Regions from separate parts of the Bactrocera dorsalis genome. Here region 1 is linked to region 2. Evidence: chromatin contacts called from public Hi-C data. All regions are on one chromosome and are shown on one strand. The core of a region is the stretch at or near the end of the contact, and the rest is flanking DNA. Distances in the headings are between cores, read along the strand shown. Region 1 overlaps LOC105231483 (neurobeachin-like protein 1). Region 2 holds the start of LOC105231413 (neural/ectodermal development factor IMP-L2).

Evidence for each region. Hi-C and Micro-C count contacts between places; a contact is called where the count stands out from the background.
Region 1: a contact with region 2 is called in a Hi-C map of whole body, with 10 times the contacts expected there. The contact joins the enhancer-like site here to the promoter of LOC105231413 in region 2. A contact is called at or near these places in 2 of 2 Hi-C or Micro-C datasets (both in whole body).

Annotation. Positions count from the first base shown.
Region 1 is chr5:10,827,624-10,832,129 of ASM2337382v1, reverse strand. It overlaps LOC105231483 (neurobeachin-like protein 1), which reads left to right. Exons shown (of 34, transcript XM_049458545.1): 25 at 1-24; 26 at 683-807; 27 at 876-1,183; 28 at 1,245-1,406; 29 at 1,474-1,944; 30 at 2,148-2,320; 31 at 2,388-2,680; 32 at 2,755-2,869. Among protein-coding and RNA genes, the nearest start is that of LOC105231418, 5.4 kb to the left of the region's middle. Within about 2 kb of position 2,754, the one cell type or tissue checked has open chromatin away from gene starts, as enhancers often do.
Region 2 is chr5:10,758,975-10,763,783 of ASM2337382v1, reverse strand. It overlaps LOC105231413 (neural/ectodermal development factor IMP-L2), which reads right to left and starts at 3,036. Exons shown (of 4, transcript XM_011212700.3): 1 at 2,650-3,036. The coding sequence starts at 2,655.

The DNA of each region.
Region 1 (4,506 bases), core at 1,505-4,004, 69 kb before region 2:
TTATGTACTTGAATACAATCGCTGGTAAGTCATTGCTTCGTTTGAATTAGTTTACCATTATATACATATATATTTGAGAAGATGCTCCAAATTTGATGTTGATTCGACAAAAAGTTTTGTGTTTATGTAAGACTCAGTTAAAGAGCGTTCCATGAAAATCCCTTTCAAATTTTTGAGAGTATATTATCAACCCGATCGGTCCAACCGACTCTGAAAAGAGCCGATCAATAAAATTTCCGTTCCCACAACAGTCTGTTCTACGTAACCGGGACGGACTCTGATTTTTGTATCCGATCAAGAACTGTCATGTCGCCATAATTCTACAATAACAACAAAAATCAATAAAATCTTTAAACGCGGGCTTTCCACGAAACCCTGTTTTTATATTCGGTGAGGAAATTTTCTACGAATCGTCTGAACCAATCGGCTTAAAGTTTTCACATGACCTTCTTAAATATGACGCCATTTTGTCAAGAAAAAATTTTAACTCGTAGTTTGACCATTACTTCATTCATTCATTTATCAGTAATAAGAATAATCAAATTCTCTTGGAATATAACTATACAATATCTTCCTTGATTACTTCTTGTTACTATATTTTTAAAATAAATCTTTTTGTAATCACTTTTTATAATACTAAGTACAGTTATATTATTTATAATTTGTTTTCATTCACTTCTAGGCCGCTCTTACAATGACCTCAGTCAGTACCCAGTATTTCCTTGGATATTATCCGACTATACCAGCGATGTTTTAGACTTAACCGATCCAAAATCTTTTCGCGATCTCTCCAAGCCTGTTGGTGTGGTAAGCTACCTTAAAAATCGCATTATATTTCACATCTCTTATACACTTATAACTCACACACACTTTAGATCAATCCTAAAAATGAGGCTGGTGTGCGCATCAAATACGAGTCCTTTGAAGACCCCTCGGGTGCGATACCGAAATTCCATTACGGCACACATTACTCTAACTCTGGCGGTGTTTTGCATTATTTGCTGCGCGTGGAACCATTTACGTCGCTACACATTGAGTTGCAAAGTGGACGCTTCGATGTGGCCGATCGACAATTCCACTCGATACCACAAACGTGGAAATTGTTAATGGACAATCCGAACGATGTGAAGGAGCTGATACCAGAATTCTTTTATTTTCCCGAATTTCTGAAAAATAAGAACAAGTATGTATATTTTAAAATGTGCTGCTATAATTGCAATATAACAATAATTTACCAATTTTAGATTTGATTTGGGTCACTTGCAAATAACAAAAGAAAAAGTGGATGACGTCATACTGCCAACATGGGCCAACACACCGGAGGAGTTTATAGCTATACACCGACGTGCTTTAGAATCGGAATATGTCAGTCAAAACCTGCATCATTGGATCGATTTGATTTTCGGGTGAGTATTTTCATGACAAAACATTTGCCGGCAGTATATTAAGTATCAAACCCGTATTTTAACACAGCTACAAACAGAAAGGCCCCAAAGCTGTCGAAGCGCTCAACGTTTTTTACTATTGTTCATACGAAGGTGCCGTCGATTTGGATAAAATCACCAATCCCGTTGAACGTGAAGCTGTTGAAGGTATGATCAACAACTTCGGTCAAGTGCCATCACAATTATTGCGTGAACCGCATCCGCGTCGTTTGACACAAGAGGAGACGGCACTCAAACTGGTGCGCGCCGAATTGAAACGACCGGATCTTACGCAATTCCTCGATAAGGTTGTGCAATATTATTGCGAGCTGTCAACGCCAAAAGATCCAATTGTCTTCCTGAGCGCACCGCGCAGTCCGCCGCGCTCATTTCTACAACTCAGTCCGGATGTGCTTGTCAGCATATCGAAATCATGTATACTTGGTGCTAACTCATGGATGTCCTATGATAAGGATCGAGGATTTCTGCTGGAAATCGACGCAACAACTACCAATTTGAAGTAAGCAAAGGTGAAATATAATATCCCGGGGTGCGGTATCATAAGAACTTTCTAAAGAACTCTAATAATAAGCTTTGGAGGTGGACGAACAAATTCTGTTATAAGCAAATTATTTTCAATAAAATTATTTTCTATAATCTAAAAAGTATTTAAATTTTTATTTGTTTGCTTATACATACATATGTATTTTTTTATTCTTTTAGAAACCGCAAACGCATCTTTGGCCCCTTCCATCCCTCACAACATCCACACTCACAACTGTTCGCAGTGAGCACAGATGGCAAGCTATTGTATGCCGGCGGCATCTGGGATAACTCGCTGCGTGTCTATAATTTACATAAGGGAAAAGCAGTTGCCTCTGTGACGCGGCACTTAGGTTTGTTAGTGTAGCTTACACCCCTTTGTCCTTTTAAGCAGTCGAAATATCTTTGCATTTCTACTAGACATCATCACATGCCTGGCGTTGGACAACTGCGGCTCTTACTTAGTGACCGGTTCGCGTGATTGTACCTGCATCGTTTGGAGCATACAGTCGCAACAGTACGGCAATGTGCCGGCCAGCACAAACATTCCAATGCATGCGCTTACTGGGCAAGCACATTTGCAGGCGATAACGCAGCTGAATACGCAAAATGCATTCTCGCCCAAACCATTGACCACACTCTACGGTCACGATGATGCCATTTCGAGTGTCGCCATTTATACTGAATTGGATATGGTCGTTTCGGGTTCGCTGGTAATTTGCTTAAATTTACCGTAATTTGACTTTTGTTGTATTCTGATTTAATTTGTTTGTATTTTATGGTTTAGGACGGCACTGTGAACGTGTATACCATACAGGATGGCCAATTTGTGCGCACACTGAAGCCTATCGGCTGCACTGAGACCTGCGTACAAATATCATTCGTTACTGTTTCATATCATGGTAAGTGGTGCATTTTATGAATTTAGTGAAAAATGTTAAATTCGTTTAGAGCTCATATTTTAGTGTTTATATATGTTTGTTTATACCTATAACCAAAAAATGTATGCGGTAATTTTTTCCTCGTAGCGATTGTATGCTTTACAACTGCAGCCTGAAAGTAGGCTACAATAATGCATGTCGATCTAAACAGTCATAGCAGAGAATGTATTGAGCCTAACCTTAACAGAGTTGGTCTAAAATGTTATTAAGATTTTCTGTTAACATTGCATTGACATGTTAACTCGATCAGCAGAGGATGTTAGGGTATTTTTACAAATGTATAATTGTGGAAAAAATTATTTAAATCAACTGTTTTCGAAATTTTCATGTTTCATGAATAGACTTATTACGTTCTACTCTGGGGCCAGAAGGCTTTAGCAACTCCACAAATTCCGGCTGTTGTCTAACGCTTGCTGAGCTCACATAAGACCCATAAATTCATGTACGAAGGCAGAGAAACTCCTGCTCGTACTCAGCCTGATGAAATTTGGGTACGGGTGCCTTGTCTTGCAATTTTATCGGCTTTACATTTTCCGACGATTCTTCTGAGGCCAGGCACTCAAACACAAGTCTGCTATCTTGGTATTAAACTTTTTGACCAGCTTTGTGCTCACTGTCTACGCGCCCAAGGCCTGTATAGCAGCTCTGTTATCGGAGTAGGTGCATACCTCCCTAAAAGAAGCTCCACTTCGGGGAAGTACATCTGTTGCTACTATGATGGCTGCAACTTCTACTTAAAAGCCGCTTACGTGGTCCAGCAGTCTGGAATAAGAGTTTATTGAGAGTTTCCGACAAGAAACTGCCCTCCAACCTTCCCCTTGAACTTCAATCCATCCGTGAGAAACTGCGTCACTGCGTCTCTTCTTCAAAACCTCTCCCTATTGGGTGCAATGAATATTTTCTTTGATACCTCATGTTTATTCTATAATGTTTTATAATGCGGGGTAGAGATATGATTTTTTTTTTTTTTTCAATTATAAAATATTTATAGTATATTACAAAACAAATGCTAAAATACTTATCAAAGACAAACATTTCATCGCGAATTATCTAAACTCTTACAACTGCAATAATCAGTTGCATATTCCATTGCTTTGTTTAAAGTGATTAAATTATTTTATTTGCAATGAGATTAAATTTATAATACGCAAATTGCCGTTAACATACATTAACGCCATAATTCACACTAGATGTGTCGGTATGTGTGCATGTGCAACATTTACACACGTTACTTATAAATTTTTTGCGCTATCAGCATTCAATTTAGTCAAGAACGTATGCACATATGCTCTAAAGTCCATGAACGGCTGCAGCTAACATATCTACTAGTATTTAGTCAATGACCTACGGCAACATTTTCATAGTTTGCCTCAATTTCCATTGGCTGCGAACATACAAACACACCTTCATACCTACATACATACAGACATACAGACATGAAAGGAAACGGCGCAGAGCATTTGAAATAAGTAATTGCATACGCTCTTATCATGCTAAGCTAACAACTACTGTTCGTTTATGATTCGAAATTGTCTAGTTATAACGATGTAGGTGCATGTATGGCAGACATGTACACTCACAAACATATAACATATATA
Region 2 (4,809 bases), core at 1,787-4,286:
TATTTTGTAGGATAAAAATTACTAATATTTTATTCTAGCAAGTTCTTAATGTTTCAAATTATATTTTCTAGCGTTTTCCTTTCAAAAATGCGTGAACGTTGCATTTTAGTAAACTATCACATCTATCTAAATAAAATATGGAATTCATGCATTTTAAATGATTTTAGTGCTGGGTATCTGAGCTGATTTTAACATTTCCTCTCACAACATTACATTTACAGCAGCATTGATAGCTGCTTGTACAGAATTGAAGCATACTTTTAGGGCTTCGAAGCTGACTGTTGATGTTAGACGATTGGGAAGCCAAATAATAAAAAATGCGAATAAAAGTTGTTGGTGTTAAACATAACGGGTGATTTTTTTGAGGTTAGGATTTTCATGCATTAGTATTTGACAGATCACGTGGGATTTCAGACATGGTGTCAAAGAGAAAGATGCTCAGTATGCTTTGACATTTCATCATGAATAGACTTACTAACGAGCAACGCTTGCAAATCATTGAATTTTATTACCAAAATCAGTGTTCGGTTCGAAATGTGAAAATCCGCTTTTTTATCGACAAATTTTGTTCAGCGATGAGGCTCATTTCTGGTTGAATGGCTACGTAAATAAGCAAAATTGCCGCATTTGGGGTGAAGAGCAACCAGAAGCCGTTCAAGAACTGCCCATGCATCCCGAAAAAATGCACTGTTTGGTGTGGTTTGTACGCTGGTGGAATCATTGGACCGTATTTTTTCAAAGATGATGTTGGACGCAACGTTACGGTGAATGGCGATCGCTATCGTTCGATGCTAACAAACTTTTTGTTGCCAAAAATGGAAGAACTGAACTTGGTTGACATGTGGTTTCAACAAGATGGCGCTACATGCCACACAGCTCGCGATTCTATGGCCATTTTGAGGGAAAACTTCGGACAACAATTCATCTCAAGAAATGGACCCGTAAGTTGGCCACCAAGATCATGCGATTTAACGCCTTTAGACTATTTTTTGTGGGGCTACGTCAAGTCTAAAGTCTACAGAAATAAGCCAGCAACTATTCCAGCTTTGGAAGACAACATTTCCGAAGAAATTCGGGCTATTCCGGCCGAAATGCTCGAAAAAGTTGCCCAAAATTGGACTTTCCGAATGGACCACCTAAGACGCAGCCGCGGTCAACATTTAAATGAAATTATCTTCAAAAAGTAAATGTCATGAACCAATCTAACGTTTCAAATAAAGAACCGATGAGATTTTGCAAATTTTATGCGTTTTTTTTTTTAAAAAAAGTTATCAAGCTCTTAAAAAATCACCCTTTATTATCAAACTAAGGACAATGAAATATTTATTTAATTAGAAAAGCAAATATATTACTTCTATTTTTAGGTCTTTGTTAACAAATTAGCATGAGAGAATGCCCATTTGTTGAAAAAAATATGCTTAGAGAAAATTATAAGAAAGAATATTTTATTTTTACAATATCTTGTTACCGTCGGTAAACTTGTTAGTCAAGTTTTTAGTTTGAACTTAGACTATGAAATCGTGAGTTTTGTTTTCGACTTGTAGGTATTGAATATGTATTTGAAAAAAATCTTTAAAAAACTTGATCATGTTATTAAAAAAATCAAAAGTGAGAGTGATAACAAAATAAAATATAAAATATCTCGAGATTTTGTGTAAATATTTTCAACTACAAAAAATTATATAATAATGAAATAATAAAATGGAAATTAAAAAATTAAATTTTTATTGTTATATTGTTAAGTTTTGTAGATATTTTGGAGATGAACTCGTTATTTATGCCACTTTATTGTATTTTCTGTTACACATTGATAATATTTTTTTTAATTTAAAAAGTAATTTCTGTAAAAAATATTTTCATATATGTACATATGTATATTTATTCGATTTATTTGTAGAAAAATTTACTGTAAATTAGTTGTTCGAAAATGAAAAAAAATTTTATCAATTTTTATTTCTGATTTTAAATAATTAAAAGTTCATTTTTTAATTCGAATTTTGGAATTTATTATTTATAAAATTTCCAACAGAGCACACAATTTTAGTAATTGTAAAGTTCTATAACAAACTTTTCCATATTTTATCGTTTTTATTATTATTAAATTAAAAATATATTCTGATTTTGGTATTAAAAATCAAATCTTCAATTTTTAATTCAAATTTTGGGATTCACTAAATAGTTAGAACATAATTTTAGGATTCCCAATTTTTCCTTATTTTATTGTTTTTTGATCATTTTTAAATCAAAAAAATATTTTATCAATTTTTATCACAATAATAATTATTAATTCGAAAATTCGCAATACTCGCCAAACTGCTAAGCAATTTTTGTTGTTAAATTTAACATATTTCAGAATTAAATTACTTCCATATTACTAAGAAGAGCATATTTAGGCTCTGAACTTTAACTGTTGAAAAAAAAAATAAAAATAGAAAAATGACGAAAAATATTTTTTAATATTTTTTCAACTATGTATGTATATATATGTATATACATCTATACATACATCCACTCCTGCAGTTTAAGCTCAAAAACGTGGATAAACATTTATTTTGCACAACTTTTTTTTGCAAGCCGAAAAAATGTAAACAATTTTTATTTTTCGCAAAATCAAATCTACATAAACAACTCTTCTGTGTAGAAACATACCTGCATATTATATTCTGCCGTTATTTGTTTGTTGCTCTTGAATATGTTAATGCTCAAAACGTGTCAAGCGAATCCTTAGCAAGCTCTGCAATTGCCGAAAACTGCGTTGAATGTTTACTTCTGTGAGAATGTGGCTTTATGGCCTGACTTTTACGATTGGTTTATGGTTATGTGTTCTTTTACATAAACACAACAACAGTTTGTATATTTTTCAAAGTAATAATTATAGTACGTTCGCACAAAATTCGCACTTCACACTACGCACAAATAGCGGCGATCCAAAGCTTTCACACTTCGTTTTATGCAAAACTGATATTCATATGTGTATAAATATTTTTTTAATCAACAGTTATTTTCTTGTTTTGTGTTTTGCCCACTGATTTAGCACATCCTTTGCGGTGAAATTCTTAAAATGAATTGCGAATCGTGCTCCGGCATTCCAGGCTTTTATATCGGAATCAACAAGTATCCCTCAATATCGCTACTGTTTTTTGAGCATTGAGCATGGAGCACAGCGTGTGACGCAGCAGCAGCAGCGCAGCCTCCGCCGCTGCTGTCATCATTGCTTTTGCCATTGTGCTGTGGCTGCCGCTGCCGCTGCGGCTCCTATCGGCGCGGTGCAGTGAATGCTTCGCCTTTCGCCTACATGTGCGGGCGTGTGTTTGCGGTGGCGCTCAATTATGGCCGCCGCATTTGCTGGGATGGTTACCGCGCTGTTGTCAACGACAACGGCAACGATGCCAACGCTTGTTGCTCACCGCCGTGTGCCGCCAACGCAAACTTTCTTGCTGACTGCAACGTCGTTCTGGCGTTGGGGTGTCGCTGTGTGCGTGTAGTGGTAACTGTGCGGGTATTTGTTATTATACTATACATACCTATGCGTATGTGCGTGTGTGCATGGGTGGGCCGACTTGCATACCAGTTAGATTGTGAGTACGTCTGTGTATGTGTGTTTGACTTTTCCGTTCTCATTTTTGGCAGCTGTATGTATGTATGTGTGTATGTACCAGCATATGCAAATATGATAATATTCGTGTGTGTGTGTGAATCGTTGGCGTGATCGGAGATATGAGCATTTTGAATTTCGCGCCTACCAAATATTCAAATAATATGAGAATGCGTAGTTACGGTTTCGATTTTCGATAAGGTATTCCACAAAAGTATACTCGTTGTATTACCAAAATGAAGTCGTAATTGATGTTATAATGAAATTTAAATGAAGATTTTCAATGGAAAACCCATCACTTTATTAGGAAAGTCTTTGACGAGCCCTTAGTAAAGACGTAAGAGCAAGAGAACAGAGTTTCGGAAACGGAAGAAGAGGAGGAACACGTTTTTAAAGGGATTAAGCTCAAAAAAGGTCTACCATAAATTCGACAATTTATTATGGGATTAAAAATATTTTCGAATTTCTTTCTTTCAGGCTTTAAGAATAGTAAATAAAATTAGTTTTGATATTTTGATGAAAAATGGGACCAGAATTTGTGATATTGTTTTCCGATCATTTAAAATTCACCTACTTATTGAATTTTATTCGCATATCTCAAAATCTGCCGAATAAATGTACATAATCCCTAAAAACTTTCGTTTAAGAGGTTACATGGGCTTCCTCGGGTATATATAGTCGGGTATATACTGTTTTTTTTCAACAATTTTTTTTTTTCATATTAAAAATAAAATATTTTATTAGAATTTTTTATTTCTACAAACATAAACTATCTATTAATAAAGAACTTCTGAAATTTTTTGAAAAAAAATATTTTAAACTCGCCATTTCCGGTGACCCCTCGAAAAAAAGATGCGCCCGCGTTAGCAGAATAACCCTTACAGGGTCATCTAAAGCGAAGAAAATACGTCTTTTAGTTGAAACCTCAACTTAGAGCTTGAACGAAGGAAAAAAATTGGAAATTTGATTTTTGGCAGACATTTTTACAAAAAATTCAAATTTCATAGAAAATTCCACGACATTTTTCTATTTAAATAGTTGTAATCGAAAAAAAATCTATCGTCCAAATTATTAAGAATTTTATCTCAAAGACGTACATATGTAAAATTTCATGAAGATCAGCTGGGTAGTTCCCGAGAAACCTTGTCAGCCGACTTCAATGTTTCGACGCTTAAAGACGGGGCACTTAGTCTAGCTAACCTCGAGGGCACAAG